Linked DNA regions of Oryctolagus cuniculus: region 1 is linked to region 2. Evidence: chromatin contacts called from public Micro-C data. All regions are on one chromosome and are shown on one strand. Each heading gives the region's core, a stretch centred on a gene start, on an enhancer-like site or on the middle of the called end of the contact. The rest is flanking DNA. Distances are from core to core; before and after follow the strand shown.

What was found. A called contact is a pair of places that touch in the nucleus more often than the background predicts.
Region 1: a contact with region 2 is called in a Micro-C map of ear pinna, with 7 times the contacts expected there. The contact joins the promoter of TNFAIP8 here to the promoter of DMXL1 in region 2. A contact is called at or near these places in 2 of 6 Hi-C or Micro-C datasets (ear pinna and an unstated tissue).

Annotation. Positions count from the first base shown.
Region 1 is chr6:9,188,168-9,195,917 of mOryCun1.1, reverse strand. TNFAIP8 (TNF alpha induced protein 8) reads right to left here and starts at 3,519. Exons shown (of 2, transcript XM_008254930.4): 1 at 3,362-3,519. The coding sequence starts at 3,362.
Region 2 is chr6:9,004,194-9,011,816 of mOryCun1.1, reverse strand. It overlaps DMXL1 (Dmx like 1), which reads right to left and starts at 5,980. Exons shown (of 43, transcript XM_070076031.1): 1 at 5,534-5,980. The coding sequence starts at 5,620. It also overlaps LOC108176450.

The sequences.
Region 1 (7,750 bases), core at 2,270-4,769, 190 kb before region 2:
AATGGAACCCTGAACCCACTTCCACCCAGGGCCTCAGCTTCAGGGACCCCTTCTCACCAACACGCGTCTGGGACCCAGTTCCTTTCCCTCTTGTGTTTCAGGCCTTCCTGCGTATGTGAGAGAGTTGTGCCGCACTGGCATACAGCAGGAGCTCAATAAATGCTTGTGTGCATGAATGGTGCTCACCTCTGGGCTGGATGCCTTCGGGCCCAAGGACTGGCAAACATGATGGTCTAGGATCACAGGCCAGCTGCAGTCTAAGGCGCCTCTTGCCTCTGACGTTCTAGAATTATCTGCCCTGCACCTTGTGGCTCATTTCCTCTTCAAAGTGGAAAATGAAAATGAGCTGTTCTCCAGCGCATACTGAGAGAGCACATGGTCTCGCCTGCAGGTGCAGCCGGCGCTCTGGCCCCCTGCTGCTGCTCCTGGGGGTTGATGCCTCTCAGCTGAAGGGCAGACCTCAGAGCCATCAGCTGGGACCCTGGGGCCGGTCCTCAGCACCTCAGCTGAGCCCTTAGCCGCGGGGCAAGGCACTGCTGGGTGTTACTGGAGTCCCCGCCACTCTGTCTGGCATGTCAGGCAGGATGTGGCAGGCGAGGACAGCTGTGGCGCCACGGTGCTCTCCTCAACTTCCCATCAGAGCCAGATGCCCGAGGAGGCCCAACTGGGTCAACCGTTGCTCGTGTCATACACACTGGCCCCTGTGCCTGTGCTCAGGGCCAAGAGAGGCCCTGTACCCCCTGGAGAAAACAGGTGACTCTTACCCATCGGCTTCTGGGGGTTAGGAACCCCAACACCCAGTCCCTCACCTGTGCCAGACACAATGGAGGGGGAACGGAAAAGGGACTGCCGGATGCGGCTAGGGGCTAAGCTGGACTGTGAACGTGGCCATGCTGTCTGCGACCATGAAGGCAGCTGGCTTCCGAGCGAGGCCGTGGCCAGCGGGAGAGAAATGATGCATGGATGAGCACAGCCGGTAGCCACCGCTTCGAGGACCAACGCTCCCCAAGCCTTAAACCACCAGGCCTCTGCTCCTCCCCCAGCCCGCGTTTCCCAGTGAGCACCGTCTGGTCTGGACGCAACCCTTCCTCTCCACACGCCCTTTCCTCCAATTGCGACAGAACAACTGCAGGGAGCGGGCCTCCAAATGCTGGGCTCCCAGCCCACGCGTGTGCTCCCCACCCCGCAGTGCTTGCCGGTCCTCACCACGCTCCCCGCACAGACGCCCAGCACCCTCCGGTGACACACTCTGAGCAGGAAACACAAAGACCACAACCGAGAACATTTCCCCACGCCACTACCCCTTTTGTGGCTAAGTCCAAACACAGCAGAGGAAAAGGCACCGTGGAGGGGTCAAAGCTGTGGTGTGGCAGGTAACGCTGCTGCCTGCAGTGCCGGCATCCCATGTGAGTGCCAGTTCGAGTCCTGGTTGCTCCACTTCCGAGCCAGCTCTATGCTCTGGTCTGGGAAAGCAACAGACGATGGCCCAAGTCCTTGGGCCCCTGCACTGCACGGAAGACCTGGAAGAAGCTCCTGGCTTCAGATTGGCTCAGCTCTGGCTGCTGTGGCCATTTTGGGAGTGAACCAGTGGAAGGAAGACCTCTCTCTCTCTCTCTCTCTCTCTCTCTCTCTCCCCCCCATCTGTAACTCTGCCTTTCAAATAAATTAAAAAATCTTAAAAAAGAAAGAAAGAGAGAAAGAAAAAGAGAGAGAGAGAGGGAGAGAAAAGGCACAGCAGAGCCAAAGTGTCCCAGTAAGAGACAGTCCTAGGCCCATGTGTGCAGGGTGCCACCCTTGAGGTGGGATCCTTCCCCGCTGAATGAATGATTCAGTGATTCTTAAATCATCTGCTAATCTAGATGAATGTCCTGGCTTGCAGAGTAGAGAGCTGAACCCAGACAACCAGTACAGAAGGCACTCAGTGGTTCCCGAGGAGGCAGGCGCTCACGCACTTCCCTGAACTTGACTCAATTTACAGATAACCCCGTGTGCCATGGGGCGGCAACGCGTGTGGAGAAGACACCTCTACAGCCGTCTGCCAAAGGGCTGTGTGACCGGCTGGAATAGTAACAGGAAAGCGCTGACTTAGCAGCCCACAGCAGATCTAATTAGAAGGTGGCAATCAATGTTTCGAGGTGTTTAATTAAACTCAGTAATTATTTCTTCCCTTAAAGAGAGATGGCGTCCTAGGTTTACAGCGCAAAGTCTAACGTTCCCGTAGTTAAAGCAGCGTGGAAACACCTTTGCTTGACACAAAGCAGGAGAGAAATGGCAGCGCAGGCGAGGGTGGGCCAAGCCCGCTCTCCCTGCCTCGCACCTCAGTGAAACACTGCCCCTCTCTGCCTTTCCCTCCCCGCCTGCCTCACAAGGCTTTCTTGTCTGGGGAGTGGGAGGAGGCAGGGGGTTTTATGAGATGAGAACTCAGAGACCCTCACGACCAGAGGGGAACCTGTGCACCGGGCCAACAGCTCACAGGTTAAGAAACCAGGGGAGCAACAACTGCCGTTTTAAGGGTGCAAATATCGTCGGATTTAAAAAAACAAAAACAGGCGCAAATACACCCTGCACCGGGAGAGTACTGACCCCTAACCCCCAGCTGAGACTGAATAAGCAGCCCGAGGACTTTCGCCTTTCAGGTGTCAACTGCAGGCACTCCACCGCTTCATCCCTTCCAGACTCCGCTCTGGACCAGGCTGTCTCGTGACAAGGCTGAGAAACTCGGTCTGAGGTCACTGCGTCCATAAACATCTTCCAGGTGCCCAGGCCTGAGAGTGGGCCTGGCGCCTACCAGCGGGGCTGGGTCCCCGGTGACCTGGCGGCAGGTGCATGCACACAAGTAAAACACACACGAACATCTATGCACACGCGTGCACACGTAAACACACGTGGACGGGCCCACGCCACACGTGGACTGCGCGCGCACATATGCCCATACACACGTGGACACACAGACACACGCGTGCACACATGCACGTAAACACACGTAGAAGGGCCCACGCCACACGTGGACTGCGCGCGCACAGACGCCCATATACCCATGGACAGGCAGGCACACGCGTGCACGCACGCACACAACTCACAGGAAGTCTCCTAAAAGTTCTCAAAGCAAAGCTGCTGCGGCGGCGGCAGCCCAGCGCCGGGCTGGGGCAGGGGCCCGGCGGGCATCGCTGCCCGCAGCGTGGGCCAGCGCGGACGCCCACTGGTGCGGCGGCCGGGACGCCCCCGCGGCAGCCGCGCCGACGGAAGCCGGGCGCGGAGGGGACGCGGCCGGCCGCGCAGCCCGGGACTCCGGGCCGGGCGCCCAGGGGCCACGAGGGTGGGCGCCCCGCTCCACGCGCACTCCCCGCACTCCCCCACTTACTGGAGCAGGCGCGGAGACGCGAGGGCTTCGGGGGCGATCGGTGGCTCGCGGGCGTCCACGGACCTCTCAGCCAGCGCGGGCCGGGCGGGCGCGCGCGGGAGGAGCCGGGGGCCGGGGCCGGGGCCGGGGGCGGAGCCGGGAGGGGTCCCCGGGCGTGGCCCGCCCGGCCCGGGGAGTGGGGAGGAGCGCGCGGGGGAGGAGGAGCCGAGCGCGCGGGCGGGGCGCCGAGGGTCCGAGCGGCCCCGGCGCGCACACCTGTGGGTGCCGGGGGCTGGGGCCGCCCGCCCCTCTGGCCGCCGGACTTTCTGAAGTTGCAGAACTGCCAGCCCCGCCTGGTTCATCCCGCCTTGTCCAGGCGGAGCTGGTTAGACGACTGGTGCACGTTCGCCCCGGGCCTGGCGCGGAGCAGGCACGTGTGCGGGGCCCGGCTGCAGCCCGTGTGCCTGGTCGTGATGAGCACAGTCCGTGACCGCGCCCGCGTCGCTGTCGCCTTTGACTTTTCCTTTTCTCTCTTCTCTGTTGGCCCGAAGTCTGCCCGGCGACGGGTGACGCGCGCCCGACTCCTGGTTCCCATTGGCGGGCGACGTCCGGGCCTGGAGGCCTTGGGGGCAGCCGGCTGAGCGCTGTCCAGCAGGGGGCAGCAGCCGCTGGGTCTCCCCTCTGCTAGAGCCCTGGCGCGGGGGAGACCTAGTCCGAGGGGTGCAGGGCCCCGCGCAGCCCTCACAGCCAGCAGCCGGGCAGACCTCAACGCCACGCCGCACAGAGCTGGGGGCGCACCTCCCTTGACGCCAGCAGCCACGGGAGGATGGGGGGGTGTCTCCGCCCTGCATCCGCAGAAAGGGAATTTTGCTAAAACTCCAAGTAAGCAAGCAAACAGTTGCTGCCTTGCAGCCCCGAGAACGCAACGTAGTCTGCCGGCACCTGGATTGCGTCGCGCCGAAACTCCTAAGGGACTGAGAAACTAAGGAGCTGTAACACAGCACCATGTGAGTTCCTGAAAACTCCAACTGATGCAGGTGGCCAGGGCGGTTAGAGACCAGCGCAGGCTGAGGGTGGAGCGGAGCGGGATTAAGGGTGTACACAGGATGGAGGGGAGGGGACGTAGGGAGTGGGAAGTAGGATGGATGGGATGGGACAGATGAAATGGAATGGGAGGGAGGAATGGGAGGGGAGGGGTCAAAGGAGTGGACTGGGAGGGGTTGAGATGAATGGGGTGGGAAGGGATGGGAGGGGTTGGCATGGATGGGATGGGATAAATGAGATGGAGTGGGAGGAGGAATGGGAGGGGTTGGAATGGGATGGAGGGGAGGGGAGGGGCGGTGAGGGAAGTGTTGTCAGGGACGATTTACCCCTGTGTGGATTGGCAGGCTCAATGGTGCGGCTGGGATGCAGGCAGGGGACAAGGCGGGCATTTTCTAAACACCTCTGGGGTCCGCGGTAACCCAGCTGCAATAGGTTAAAGAGGTCGGGGCGCTCGCAGCCTCCCTCATACCCAGGTCATCTGGAGCCATCCCCGAATGCCCACGGGCAGTGATACTGGTCACCACCAGTGCAAGTCCCAGTCTGGGCAGGGCTGTGGGGCAGCACAAAGCTCTGTGAGAGAGAGGAGGCGTCCTGCGTGCGACTGCGCCACGGTCACCCAGGCTGCAGGTCGTCAGGAACCCCCACCCCACGGGCGCTTCCACCCCGGTTCCTTTCAGTCTCCCTTCCCGGGGCTGACCTCCCACGCCCCAGGCAGCCTCTGCCCGCGGCCCCCACCTGCTTCCCTTCCTCATCTGGCTTGTCCTCCGCCCTCTTGCCAGCCCAAACGGAGGGCAAGCAGGTCAGCCCCTGCCTCGAGAGTGCCCCGCCCCCACTCCTGTCCCTGTTCCCACCTGTCAATCATTCTCAACACCCATGGGTCTGCAGGTTCATGACCTCTGAGATCAGCTGAGTCTCTGTGCAGCTTGAGTGTCTTCCTGCACCATGGATGGGAGGGAGGGGTGGGGCTAGCCTTGCCCACCCCTCACCCTTCCTAGGTCACAGAATATATAGGGGTCAATAGTACAGATTTTTCTCAGCCTCCTGCCCCAGCCACCAAAAGCTGCACCCCTGCACCCCTCCCGGCCCCCCCTTCCATCTTCTCGGGTCATATTCTGAGCATTAGCCCCCCCCCCCCTTTTAAGACATTTATTTGAAAGGCAGAGTTACACAGAGAGGAGAGGCAGAGAGAGAGAGAGAGAGAAGTCTTCTATCTGATGATTCACTCCCCAATTGGCCACAATGGCCGGAGCTGGGCTGATCCGAAGCCAGGAGCCAGGAGCTTCTTCTGGGTCTCCCACAAGGGTGCAGGGGCCCAAGGAGTTGGGCCGTCTTCTACTGCTTTCCCAGGCCACAGCAGTGAGCTGGATCAGAAGTGGAGCAGCCAGGGCTAGAACCGGCGCCCATATGGGATGCCGGTGCTTCAGGCCAGTAACCCTTTTCTTTTACCATAACTTTCCAATTTCTGGACTTTAGCTGCCCAGCATAAAAGTATCAAAATGTAAGAAGTACACGGTTCAGAGCTCTCCAGGGGTCTGACCACCCGTGCAGCACAGCCCACTTTCCTGGGACCATCCTGACCTCAAGAGCTCATGGCGGGAACCAGGCAGGGAGGCCTTGCCCGGGGTTACCTCTGCAGTCTCAGGCGACTTACTGTCACAAACAGAACTGCTACTCCAGTTGAGACAACTCTTGGGATGCCCGAATCCCACACTGGAGTGCCAGATTTCGGGTCCTGGCTGTGCTCCTGATTCTCACCTCCTGCTAATGCAGTCCTGAGAGGCAGAGATGCTGGCTGAAGTAGTCGGTTCCCAGCCATCCCCCGGAGAGACCTTGACTGGGTTCCTGGCTGTTGTGGGCATCTGGGGAGTGAATCAGCTGGGGGATTCTCTCCCCTCCCTCTGCCTTTCAAATAAATACAACAAAACCATTTATTAACTATTCTTTCTTCCCTTTAACTTGAGTAAAGACATGGGACTCCCCCCTCCCTTCTGTCACAGCGGGGTGATGCTTAGAAATCAGAAATTTGCTTTCCTGTCCTACTTGAGCCAATGGAAACATGGGTCAAGTTACCTCTTGCGTGTTTCCAATTGGAGACTAAAAATGCATTGAAGGGGAGGGCATTTAGCCTAGCAGTTGATGCCTGCTGTGTCTGATTCAGAGTACGTGGTTCTGAGTCCTGGCTCTGGCCCTCGCTTCTTGCTAATGCAAAGGGAAGCCAGGATGAGCAGCGGGGACTCCTGTAATCAGGTTCCTGCCACTCTCTCAGGTGGGAGACCTGGGCTGAGTCCCTGGCTTCAGCTTCAACTTGGTACAGTCCCAGCAGTTGGGTGCTCTTTCTGTTTCACTCTCTCAAATGATGATTTACTTTAAAAATGCCTGAGCATTTAGGAAGCTCTTAATAAGCAGTTCATTATTCACCTGCTAAATGTCTTTTAAAATATTCGCAGTCATGTTTGGATGAATGCATCCTCTCAGACCAAAACAAATCACATAACGTGTGAAGTAAAACGGCAGTTACTGTAGCTCGTGCCTCAGATAACACTGTGCATTCTAGTTTTGCTACTGTCTAGCTGAAGGTAAAACAGCTAACTATAGACAACGCTGCAAAGCTTTTTAAAATCGTCTGCCCGGTTTTCTCGAGTACTCCTGCCTTGCGTCAAGCTTTCACGATACTTACTCAACAAGAGGCTCCTCTGTTTGAACGTGAAGAAAGAACTGCCTGGCACTGTGACATATGCACTAAAAATGTATGCACACACACTCGGGGAGGAGACAGGAAGTGACTCACATTCTCTGGGGGGGGGCGGGGGAGATTTCAGAGAGGCGACCATCCAACCCCGGCAAAGAGGAGGAACTGGAGTTTGCCAAGCAGAGAAAAGCACTTCAGGCAGAGGGAAGAAAGGCAAGTGCATTTTCCGGCCCGTCGTGAAATACTAAAGCAAGAGTGTACAGCTGAAATACAGCCCGCAGAAAACTCTGAGGCCTCTGTGTTGCAGCCACTTTTATTTATTTATTTTTTTTTTGTGGGAGTACAGTGATTAATATGCCTGATTTAAACCATGGCAATCATTTCACCACTTTCCAAAAAGTTTTACATGAACGTGCATGCTTCAACTGTATCCTTCCAGTCTTAATTATTTTGGGGGCATTATCAGAACATCTGATCTCATCCTTAAAAGTGACTACAGAAGTGCGGTCCCCAGTGCAGGCATTTTTCTTTATTTTTCTTTCTTTCTTTCTTTATTTTTTTGACAGGCAGAGTGGACAGTGAGAGAGAGAGACAGAGAGAAAGGTCTTCCTTTTGCCGTTGGTTCACCCTCCAATGGCCGCCGCAGCCGGCGCGCTGCGGCCGGCGCACCGCGCTGA
Region 2 (7,623 bases), core at 4,731-7,230:
ACCCAGATTTCCTTTTCACTGACGTTTTGTTTTAACCAACCATTAGATTAACCATCAGATTAATATTCCAATTTCATTCTGGTGTATGCCGTGGTTAAATGACTTAGGTATGGAAAATTGTAATTATCTATGATATGCTTATTCTCTTTTTTAAAATGTAATATTGAGAACCAATATTATTTAAATGTTCAAGGGTATTTTAAAACTACGAAACATTGATATTTCTAAGTTCAATTTAGTACTTTCAATGGCTTCAAAACCTCCAGACATCTTTCTCTTTCTCCAATGGGGACAGTAGCAAAGTTTCCCCTCCTGTATTCACCTCACACGCTCCATTCTAAAAAAAAAAAAAAAAAACCTTGCCATCCTCCTAATATAACAATCATATTGCCACCAGTGAAGGCTCACCTCAAGTGATCAAAACATCAAAAAAGATGTGTACCATCCAGAAAAAAGAGAATGCTTATTCAGCCCCCTTATCTCTTAACAAACACCCACAGAGCTGCAGGCTTTTGACTTCTATCTAATGTGGGTCCCCTCATCTAGTGACACCGAGTTGTCTAACACTAAGACCTGTAACTAGAGCTCTAACAGATTTTGCTATCCCTCTTAATAGCTAAAGTGTTTAAAATACAAATCAGAGAAAGGAGTCCCAGATAACCACACAATACTGCCATCTCTTAGAAATCCTTTCTGGCCGGCGCCACGGCTCACTAGGCTAATCCTCCGCCTTGCGGCGCCGGCACACCGGGTTATAGTCCCGGTCGGGGCGCCGGATTCTGTCCCGGTTGCCCCTCTTCCAGGCCAGCTCTCTGCTGTGGCCAGGGAGTGCAGTGGAGGATGGACCAAGTGCTTGGGCCCTGTACCCCATGGGAGACCAGGAGAAGCACCTGGCTCCTGCCATCGGATCAGCGCTGTGTACCGGCCGTGGCGGCCATTGGAGGGCGAACCAACGGCAAAGGAAGACCTTTCTCTCTGTCTCTCTCTCTCTCACTGTCCACTCTGCCTGTCAAAAAAAAAGAAAAAGAAAAAAAAAAAAAGAAATCCTTTCTAAGGGGCCGGTGCTGTGGCTCAATAGGCTAATCCTCCGCCTGCGGCACTGGCACACCAGGTTCTAGTCCTGGTCGGGCACCAGATTCTGTCCCGGTTGCTCCTCTTCCAGGCCAGCTCTCTGCTGTGGCCCAGGAAGGCAGTGGAGGATGGCCCAAGTCCTTGGGCCCTGCACCTGCATGGGAGACCAGGAGAAGGACCTGGCTCCTGGCTTTGGATCAGCGTGGTGCACCGGCCGCAGCGTGCAGGCCCTGGCGGCCACTGGAAGGTGAACCAATGGTAAAGGAAGACCTTTCTGTCTGTCTCTCTCTCTCTCACTGTCCACTCTGCCTGTCCAAAAAAAAAAAAAAAAAAAAAGAAAGAAAGAAAAGAAATCCTTTCCAGGGGACCGGTGCTGTGGTGCAGCAGGTTAATGCCCTGGCCTGAAGTGCTGGCATCCCATATGGGTGCTGGTTCTAGTCCCAGCTGCTCCACTTCCGATCCAGATCTCTGCTATGGCCTGGGAAAGCAGTGGAAGATGGTTCAAGTCCCTGGGCCCCTGCATCCACGTGGAGACATGGAAGAAGCACCTGGCTCCTAGCTTTGGATCTGTGCAGCTCCAGCCGTTACAGCCATCTGGGGAGTGAACCAGAGGATGGAAGATCTCTCCCTCTGTCTCTACCTTTCTATGCAACTGTCTTTCAAATAAATAAAATACATCCTTAAAAAAAAGTCTTTCCATTTCATTCAAAACAGTTTCCATCTCATTCAAAACACAATTTCAACAGTAGAGGATGGATAAATTACAAAAGAAAAAGAAAAAAAAATCTATAATGTTATCAGTATACACAAAAATATTAGGAAATTTAAATTCTAATTAACTGTGCTTTTTAATTTGTCCTTTATAACCAGAATAATTATAATTACAACAGTTGTCAACAATCAGGCCCAGATGGTACAAATAGTTTCACTCTAACATTGGTAGGTAGAAAATTAACAAAGAAAGGAGTGAAGAAAGCATTCCAACAAACAAGAGAAAAAAAAAATTTGCTTTAAGCATACCTGAAGCACTCTCTGGTTGTTCACCTAACACTGATGAAATGTTTAAAGAAATTTTAATAGAAATATTTTATTTGGATTCAAATCTAAATTATTTAAGCTGCTTAAAGTATTACCTATACTGCAGTAGGTTTCCTTAAAAATTTTCTATCAATCCATTCAACCAGTATTTTTTTTTTTAAGATTTATTTATTTATTTGAAAGTCAGAGCTACAGAGAGGCAGAGGCAGAGACAGAGAGAGGTCTTCCATCTGCTGGTTCACTCCCCAGATAGCTGCAAGGGCTGGAGCTGGGCTGATCCAAAGCCCAGCTTTGGATTCTTCAGGTCTCTCATGCGAGGGCAGGGGCCCAAGCACTTGGGCCATCTTCTACTACTGTCCCAGGCCATGACAGAGAGCTGGATGGGAAAAGGAGCAGCCAGGACTCGAACCGGTGCCCATAAGGGATGCTGCACCGCAGGTGGTGGCTCTACCTGCTCCACAGCATTGGCCTCCCAACCAGTATTTATTAATTTTTAGCATCAGGAATCAAAATGAATATAATCTTAATGTTACAAAACAGCACTGAAAGAGTTTCACATGTGCTAAGCCATGAGCTTAGAGTTAGCAGTTTGTCAACAACTCTGTAAGTACTACTGCAGTTCTCCCTTACAGATGAGAAAAAAACAGAACTCCAAAGACTGTAAAAGAATTTACCCATGCATAAACAGTTAACTATAAGAGACCACGCGGAAATCAAATCCAGGTAATGACTGCACCATCAGGTAACATCACTTCCCCAATCACTGTTCTAGGTGCTCACAATGAAGCCAGAGAGAATGCACACTTACACAAGGGAAGACTGGCTAATGATATAATCAAAGTCCAAACAGAGCGCTTTGGAAGTCTAACAGACACCTACTAGAAGCTTTCTTACTGAGGGCAAAGTCAAAATAACTTGAGGCCAGTTTAAGTAGTAAAAATATATACTAATATCTATTAGTAATTGCATATTTTTACATCTCAAAAAATGAGAACTGGCATCAATTTCCTTTACACTTGAAACCTATCAGACTTTCTGCAGAAAACAGGATCTGGTCTACCGTAATCTTTCAAAGCAAGAAAGGGAGTTATCTGAAAAAAAGCAAAGGGAGGATATACAAACATGGGGCTGTTTTATGAGATGGCAGAAATGTACCAGAAGGGGCAAAAATATTCTCCAAGGAGGAATATAAGAGGAGGATCTCACATCTCTACCTCAAGGAAAACTGTAATTGAGAGAGATCTTGTATTCATCACACCCTATCATTGATGTTTGCTGTCTTCCTATCAAATAGAGAAGTCGCAACCTAAAAAAGTTACAACTCAAGACGGAAACAATAGATTCTGTTCGCGGACATGAGACAAGGAAAAGGGACAATTTCAAGAGATAAACTTGGGGGCTGTGGCAAAGCTGGCTAAGCTGTGGCCTAGAGCGCTGACATCCCATATGAGTGCCAGTCCGAGTTCTGGCTGCTCTGCTTCCAATCCAGTTCCCTGGTAATGCGCCTGGGAGAGCAGCAGAAGATGGCCCAAGTGCTTGGGCCCCTGATGCCCACGTGGGAGACCCAGATAGATTCCCAGGCTCAAGGCTTTGGCCTGGCACAGCTTTGACCATTGCAGCCAACTGGGAAGTGAAACAGCAGGTAAGAGATTTCTTTCTGTCTCTAACTCTGCCTTTCAAATAAATAAAATAAATCCTAAAAAAAAAACAAAAGAGATAAACTTAAAGTGTTATTTAAGTGTCCAGGAAACTGAAGGCAACCAACTTAATTCTACATTCAAGAGTCAGGAATGGATTATCTGCAGAGAAAATCCTTACTATGAATCCTTAAACTATTACCAAAATGAAGAGCTGGAATCTCATTATACTAAACCAAAAAAAAAAAAAAAAAAAAAAAATAGCTTGTTTAGAGGAATGCTTCCAGAGGACTATGAGAAAGCTGCAGCAGACTTGGTGGGAGATAATTAAAGCCTGCTCTATGGAAATGGACTTAAAATACAGAACTGAACAACAAGCGACATGATGGTGTAGGATGACCATATAAACCTTGGCACATTAACTGACCTCTCCTTAAAAATAACACAGAGACGTTTTCCAAGGTTTTACAGAGGAATGCACCCAGGCATATAAATAAACCATCAAACTATACATGCTTTGAAGTTCACATCACTGGCTGACATAGATTCTGAGTGCCTTACTGAGGCAAGTTCTCTGAACTGACATTGGAGGCAGCACAGACATAACTTGAGAAGGTGACAGAGAATGTAACAATAATATTCCATAGCTTTCCACTTGGAAAACCTAATATTGTTTATTTGCCTCCTTTACACAAGCTGAGAGCAATTCCCAGCTGTAGGGAGGCTACAGTTGCCCTGTGCAAGGCACAGAGCTCAGTCATTTGCCTGTTAGGGCTAGGCAAACATTTAGGAGCAGAATCTTACCAGCTGCTAGTCTGGCCTGCAAACTCTGGTGCCTGTGAGTCCCTCTACAGGGGAGAGACAGCCTCCACTGCGAGCAAAGTGCTTGGCTGGCACAACTCTCCAATTCCAGCACTAAATGCCTACACCATGTTAGACGCGGAGTATTACAGCTGAGACTGACAAGGGCCATAAAAAAAAAAAAAAAAAAAAAAGGCCAAGAGCAGAGAGGAAAACTGTGACACTCGAAGTCCAAGATGACTACACTTGGGAAAGCTGTTTCTTTTGTTTTACTTAAACGAAACTGAGTTTTACTTTTAGTTGCAGTTGAAGAAACAGCTACACAAGTTGCAGCCAAATTCCCCGGCACTATCAACTATGTTTTAAAGGGGGTCAGGTGCAATGGTCCCGGTTGGAAGCGCTTCTCAAAACTGTAGTGCAGGCATAAAACTCCGCCGGGCGGGAGGCGGCCCGAGGTCTGCGGCATCTGTTGGCGGCCAGGACACAGCGAGTCGCTTCCAGGAACGCTCCGGCCCGGAATGCCCACTGCGAGGCAGAGGCGGGCAGCTGAGCTGGACAATCTAAAACCAATCCCGTGTTCCAGGGCTGCGGGACTGGAAAGGGCGCTGGGACTTCTCGACGGAAAACACTTTCTCCTTCCAGTTACTCCTCGGTGAATCCCAAGTAGAAAAACAAAATTAGACGAAAAAGCCGCGTTTTCCCCACGTCGCTCACTCAGCGCCAGCAACGGCTTTCAAGGACTCGCTTTGGCTTTGACTCCACTTTTGACCTTAACACGTGAAACCAGCCCCAGCCACGCCTAAATCTAACCTCTGGGGGCCCCGAAGCGGGGACACTCCAAAGCCGCCCCCCGCCCAGCCCGTTACTCAGCGAAGGCCGCCGGGGATCCGCGGCCGGGGCGAGCCCCCACGATCGCAGCGCCGCGCCCGGCCCCGCGGTCCCAGGCCCGGCCGGGCCGCGGACGCCTCCCGCGCTCCCGCACTCACCGTGAAGCGCTGGTCGCCGACGCTGCCCACGGAGAAGCAGTGGTCGCCGGGGTTCACGGCCCCCGTCAGCACCTGGTGCAGGTTCATGACGGCGCCTCAGACCCGCCGCGGCGCCCTCAGGGGCGGCGGCCGCTCTCCGGCAGCGATCCGAGCCGCTCCGCCGGGGCCCGCAGCGCATCCCGAGCCCCGGAGGGGGCGGGCCGGCCGAGCGCCGCGCTGCTGCGCGCACCTGTCACCGCCCGCGCGGGCCCAGGTGCAGCCCCGAGGCCGCCCGGGGCCGAGCTCGGGCCGGGAGAGCCGCGCCGAGCGCACACCGCCTCCGGGCCCGGGTCCGAGGCCCCGACCGAGGACAGCGGCGCGCGCGCCCTCCCGCCCGACCTGTCCCTTCCCGGCGCCGGTGCCCGCCGCCGCCACGGTCCTCCGCAGCTCACGACGCGGCTCGGGGTCCCTGCTGCCGAAACATCGCGAGATTTCCCCCGCGAGCAGGACGGCTGTGGCAAAGGACTCACTTTTTAATCACAGCGCACATCTCTGCAAGTAAACCGTCCCCCCCCCAAAAAAAACTCCTAAACTGGCCAATCCGGACCGCCATTCCAGCCAGGGTTCCGCCCCATGCTGAGCGCAGACCAATCTCCGTGAGGCTTAGGAAGGAGCCCGCAGTGCGTTTGAGCGTTGGGTTCAAGGGGCCCAGCGGCAGCCTCGTGAACCTGGAATGAGATGCGGTTTATCTCAGGAGGGTGTAGATGACGGCTTCAGCTGACCGTTGGGCCGGGAAGTTTACGGCAGAGGAGCGCATTAGACGCGGAGCCCCAGTTTGCTCGGCCCGGCCTGGACTACAAGTCCCAGCATGCACCGCGCCAGGGCGCCGCGGGCGACTCTGGGAGCGGCGGTCCCCGCCCGCTGCGCGGTCACTGCTAGCGAGACCGGGCGGTTCTGAAAGCCTGCGTTCCTGACAGCCGAGTCGGACTGTGTGGGGACCCGGGTTTTGAGGTAATGCAGGTCCGAGGAGCGTAGGCGGCCTGCTCCCGGCGTGCTCCGACCCTACTGGCGGTGAGCAGAGACTATGTCTTTAATTGCTGCGTTCGTTTTCTGCGGCATACCCTTAAACAGAAAGACTTCAAACTGAAACTGGGTGAGAGGAATGCCGATAAGTGTTTCCCTTTGCTTTTCCGTTTCTGCCATATACGTTTATCTTGTAATAGAAGTTACTTTGGGGAAAAAGAAAGTTCTTGGACGAACTTAAAAGAAAATGAATTCCGATATTTATCCTAGTATCTTCCTAAACATGAGGGATGGAGCCGTTTATACATTAAAAAAAAAAAAAAAAAACTTTGAGGTTTAACAGTTTTAAAATTTTTGTTATACCTCTTTAATTTCTTTTACTTACTTGACATGTTAAAGTGACTTTAGATTAATTTTGTATTTTAGACCTTAAATCAGGATTGTTCATGTGGTTGTGTGAGTCCTACATAAATTCCGTGGCTGACTCCTAGTTTAATACATTCATGCACTTTATTCCGTCCGGTTTGCGAGAGGTGCGCGCGCACGCACACACACACACACACACACACACACACCCCATCCACTGGTTCCCTCCCCAAATGGCTGCCGTGCCCAGGGCTGGATGGGGGCCAAAGCCACGCTGGATCAGAAGCAGGTGCGCAATGTTGAACCCAGCCACTCTCCTGTGAGGCAAGCATCTTAGCCGGTTCCTCAGCTGCCGGGCTAAATGCTGAAACTTCAGTGTTTGGTTTTGAAGGGCATGCGATGAGGCACAAAAAAATAAGTGACCTAGTAGTTGGAAAATAGGAGATCTGTCCCACTTCCCCCTTTTAAGTTTTATGTATTTATTTGAAAGGCTCTTAACAGAGACAGGGAGTTATCTTCCATCTGCTAGTTCACTCCCAAATTACCGCAACAGAGCGGGACACACCATTTGGCTCTCCCAAGTGGATAGCAGGGGTCCAGGCACTTGGTCCATCTTCTGCTGCCTTCCCAGGCACATTTTCAAGGAGCAAGATTGGAAGCAGAGCAACCAGTTTGGAACTGGCACACACAGCTTAACCCGTTACCCCACAATACCAACCCCT